Linked DNA regions of Gossypium arboreum: region 2 is linked to region 1. Evidence: chromatin contacts called from public Hi-C data. All regions are on one chromosome and are shown on one strand. The core of a region is the stretch at or near the end of the contact, and the rest is flanking DNA. Distances in the headings are between cores, read along the strand shown.

Region 1 (2,700 bases), core at 138-2,637:
TTTGAGTGAGAATTGCTAATGTAACAATGTAGTTCAGTTGTAAATTCAATTGTGGGTTCAAAGAAAACTCACAAGGATCTCAATTCAGTTAGGCCCCCAATGTCACCACTTAGTTTCCCTTTAAGACCCATGGTTGATAATCCCCTGAGAATGAGATCACATGAGTATATGGTAATGAGCACTAGAAGCGAACAAAATATGACCATCCACTCACAGTGCAGTCACCCTTGAGCTGTTGCATGTGACTCCTTCCCATGCTGCTCCACAAGGATCATCTGACTTATCCCAGCTTGGAGGTGTATTTTGCCATGAATCTTTCAAAGATTGGAGAGCAGCAGCTGCAAAAGCACCACTTTGATTACATTCCCAACAACCATACAGAAACACTTAATAAATGATGATTTTAAATATTTCGCTCAGATGTCCATTGGAAATTAACAATAAAATTTTCTGATGCTATCACAGAAAAGAACATTCAATGAAACTGGAAAGCAGAATCTATACATTTTATAAAACAGTGTATATATATTATATATCAAACAGCTTGAAGACACAAAGTAAAACCAAATCAAGAAATGAAGAACAAGGATATAGTAATCACCATCGTGAGGGTCTGTAACAGCAGAAAGGAAGGCAATATTTGCAGCAAAGAAAAGCAGGAATAAGAGCAATGAAAAGGGTGTCATGGCTGAAACTTTGGGTCGGCAATGGCTAATTGGCTAGTGGTTTTCAGTGCAGAGTTTGAAGGTCCACAGTCATGTTGAAACAGGAATAACAAGCATGGACAATTTTCAGCATGTTGTCCTTATGCGAACATATATGAGATTGAGATGATGGAGTAGGTGCGGTGCAGCAACAAACGAGAAACAAGGCAGTGAGCAATGTGGCCATTGGCAATGGCCTACCCTTTCTTTTCACTACTTCCTTTAATTGATTTGCCTTAGCTTTGAAGCTAATTTAAGTACCCCCCAACACAGCTTTAAACAAGGCCAGTTTGAAGCTATCATCATCGTAGTCATCATCACTTTTTCAATTAGAAATAAAAGTGGAAAAAGTGACCAAATTCTGTTTAGCATTTGATTTCAGAAATAGGCTTGTTTGCTACGCTGGCCTGGCCTGCCCTACCACCATGGCCTTTTTAGCACAAAGCACCTTCTCAACTTTTTACAGCGGCCAATGGAATTCATTTCTGAGCCTGGTTTAAGACAAAAGAAAGAATATTTTACAATAATTATTGCTTGCTATGGATATAAATGGAATGGATCACATTAATTTCCATTGAAGCAAACAAGCAAAAAGCTCAATGTTTGGTAATTACATGGTAGGTGCAGACTAGTGGGTCCCTTCCTGCCCTGCTCTTACCTTCAGTCTTCAACCATCAACGCATGCTAATGCCAATTATTTTATGACTCAAATATGAGACATAAAGTTCCATATTTATGAAATATCTTACCAAATATGTCAAATTCTTCGTACAATTTTTTTCTATAAAAAAAAACGTTGGTCATGGAAATTGTTTTGCCTGGCCAAAAATATATATATATATATATATATATATATATTCCATTTCACTCTAAATAGAGCTAGTTTCTATGTGGTCATTTAAATTTTTTTATCAATTAAATTATACAAATGATGACCCAATTGCGCTAGTGTTTTTTTTTTTTGATTTAAGCATTAATGTTTGAATTCATTTCTATTTTGGTCACTTGTCGTTATATTGATAACGGAAAATGCAATAAAATTATACAAATAGTATACAATAAAATTATATAAATAATTTAATATTTGTAAAAAATAATTTTTCACTTTGACTAGCATAATTTTAATTTTAATAAATTTGGTAAATGATTTGATCCTAAATCAATTAGTGATACGTATTGCTTATTGTGAATTTAAAAATTAAAAAATAATTAAAATAAATAGAACACATCAAAATCTCTTACTTATAAAATTAAAAATATATATCTTTATCGATGTAACAAAAGGAAATTTAATTAATTATTTCACATTTTTTTTATGAAAACTAAATGTGCATAATTTTTTCTTACATGATTATTAAATGAACAATTAAATTTTTAAAAGTCATAATTTTAACTCTGAATTTAACTTCCAATTTCAAAGATAAACTTAAGAAATGACTGCTGCTGGACGAAAAAGAAGAGAAGATGGCGTTGATGGGGAGGGGGGTTTCTCATCCTCTACAAAAATATCAACATCAACATGTGAGCCTTGGGCCTACATCCAACAACTTAAGTTTAAAATTGTTCATTTGAAGCCTATTTTCTTAATACGAGTTTTCATGGTTCAAAATAATTTTGAATGTTAAATATTATATTTAAATATAATTTTATATTACCCTTTTACGGAAAAATTATCATATTTTCTTATTTTAACTGTTTTTCTCAAAATTCGATACATAAATCAATTAAATATCATAATTCATAATAAATCTTTAATATAAGTCTTTAAGTGGTGGGAATTATTTTTCCCTTTTTGTAAAAAATAAAAAATTATAATTTAGTCCCTAAACATTTCAAAATTTACAATTTGATCCTTTTATTACATTTTCACTTTTAAATTCTTTTCAAAAATTTTCCATCTCAATTATCAAATTTGATTCTATAAGATTCCCTCATCCAACTTATTTTCCAAATTTTCTCATTAATTCATTATATACATTTCAGGAATAGTGCCACG
Region 2 (2,700 bases), core at 200-2,699, 200 kb after region 1:
TAACTTCATCGATACATGTCATTCATCGATGACGTTTATGCATTATTAATCCATTTTATACTAATGGAACATAATTTTAACAATCCAATTCCCTTACGAATCAAGAATTATAAATATCTTTATATGAAACCAAAACATTATATACCATTTTCTTTTTTAAAGAATGTTGAACCCAAAAACATTGACATACTGCAAAATTTACAATTTTTTTATCTAATATTCTTAAATTGTAAATTTGAAATACCTGACACATATTATAGTTTAAATCCATGTAAACAAATGTTTTTATAAAATTACATATACTAAAACATGATTTTATTTTATATTTTGTATATCCAGCCCCATTAAACAACAATTTTGTATCTTCTATTTTCTCTTATTCTTTCAATATCATATTTTATTCTTTTTGGAAATAATATGTATTCAAAATAATTTAGAAACATATTAACCCAAATTGGCACCAAATTTGAATATTCTATTTCCTATTATTCTTTACTTTAATAAAGTAAAATTTTATTTTCTTAAAACAATATATACAAAAATTTAAATAAAATATTTCAACTTTTAAAACACAATATTTAAACTTAACTACTTAAAATTATAATTAATATTAAATTATGCACTTTTTTTGTTTTCATCAAACTTTGAAATTAATATGTATAATAATAAATTCTAGATTTTTATTTTATTAAAATAATTGCACATTTTATTTAATCTGTTAAGAAACTCAAAAGTAATATTTTCTTAAATTTTAATTTTTTAAAATTTTGTTGAATTTAGTTAAATATGTTATAAAAATCATAAAGAAATTAAAACATAATTTACAAATAATTTGAAAATATTATTAAAAGTTATAAATTAACATTATTTATAAACATATTAAATTGCAAATTAAATAATGTTTACTTTTGAAAATGAAAATAAAAATAGAAAAAGTTTAAAATTAATAATTTAAAAATATTATTGAAAAATAGTTTTAAAATGCATATTAAAATACTTGTAAATTTATAATTAAAATTAATATACATATTTACTTGGTTTTAAACTATTAAATAAACTATTGAAAATATTAAAGCATAATAATAATTTAAGTAATTAAGATTGTTGCTAACACACATTATTAATAAAATTTATTAAAAATATTAAATAAATTAATACATTTTAATTTATAAATGCAATCAACCTGTAAATTATACGGGTAAAAATTAATTTTATTATATTTTAAGTTTATATATTTCATATCTCATACTATTAAGGAATTTGAGTTTATTTATACCATAATATTAATTACTTAATAAATTATTTTTAAATTTTTATTATAATTTAAATATTAATAAATTAAATATAATTTAAATACATATTTACTTTTTTTTTTAAGACGACCACTCTTTTCAATCTGAATGTTAAACTCGCTTTAAGAAGTGCGGTCCGAAATGGAAAGCCAATGGGCTGAATTAGAAATTATAGCCCAACAATGTTACGCAATCAAGCTCGTTTTCTATTTCGATGCTCTGCCTCTGTCCACAGTAATGAATCATCGTCGTCGCTCGGCCTGTTGCCTCTGCCTATCTAATCATTCTTGCAAAGTTTTCTAGACCATATTTTAGAATTAGAATTGGACTTAGAGCTTCTCTCTTGGAAAATAATTTCTCTACTTAATATATTATTATTCTTGTAAAATATGGTTCCTTGTCTTCATATTTTGCCTTGCAGTTTATTACTGCAATTCTGGTAGCAGCAAAGAAAGAATTACTCCTTACAATCTATCTTGAAATTTCAGAAGCAGCAGCAAGAAGCATCACATAGAGAGGCAGCTGCTGGGAAGAGAATTCAGAATCTTATGCATCAATTTCCATAAATATTTTGACGTTTTCTTTGGCGGTGCTTGATCATATCTTCAGTTTCCACCTCCTAAAATTTTGGTCTTCATCTAAGTTGCTTTCTTCTAGATCTCAATTTATTAATAAAAAATTAAGGGTTTTACCCTGCTCCACACTGTGCAGGTATTCTGATTTGTTTTGATTTTAGATGGCGGATTCGTTAGCAAACCCCTCGGTTGTGGGGGCAAATGGAATTGACGAAGCATCACCGGATTTGTTGAAGAACACGCCGTCTAACATTGCGAGATTGGAGGATGTGATAGAGCATTGTAAGGGTCGTCAGATGTATCTTGCGCAGACAAGGAGTCCTTCAGATGGCGGTGATGTCCGCTGGTACTTTTCCGACGTTCCTTTGGCTGAAAATGGTTAGTTTCTGCTGAATTTCAAAGTCTAGTTTTAGGTTGCAATTTTAGCTTCCATTTGCAGATAACATTTAAAGTAAGCTACAAATTCTAATGCATTTGAAACATTTAAAGAGATTTTTTGTTCATAGTAAATGCATGTGCATTTAATGAATTGTGGTTGATCACGGGAATCCATGAGTACCAAGTTAGAAGATAATTGAGGGCCACCAGTTGAGACGAATTTGCTATGCAGGCTAGGCAGGCTGATGGAGTGGAACGGATGCTTTATATGTTAGCTTTGTGCACAATTTGAAGGGGCAATAAATGTGCATTCTGTTGGTCTTATTGTCTTTCTGTTTCTCTTTGGACTACTTAGGTTTATCAACTTTTTGACAAGGATGGCACTTGGACGCGGTTCCCAAGGAAGGAATAGTTCATTCAGGAATTGGAATTTAATTTCTTATCCATTTATAATT

Evidence for each region. Hi-C and Micro-C count contacts between places; a contact is called where the count stands out from the background.
Region 2: a Hi-C map of leaf shows a contact between it and region 1, with 2.6 times the contacts expected there. The contact joins the promoter of LOC108478187 here to the promoter of LOC108457794 in region 1. A contact is called at or near these places in 2 of 5 Hi-C or Micro-C datasets (both in leaf).

Annotation. Positions count from the first base shown.
Region 1 is chr3:103,158,678-103,161,377 of ASM2569848v2, forward strand. LOC108457794 (leucine-rich repeat receptor protein kinase HPCA1) reads right to left here and starts at 1,388. Exons shown (of 19, transcript XM_017756939.2): 1 at 602-1,388; 2 at 215-338; 3 at 73-144. The coding sequence starts at 686.
Region 2 is chr3:103,358,264-103,360,963 of ASM2569848v2, forward strand. LOC108478187 (phospholipase SGR2-like) reads left to right here and starts at 1,450. Exons shown (of 21, transcript XM_053025805.1): 1 at 1,450-1,881; 2 at 2,004-2,245. The coding sequence starts at 2,195.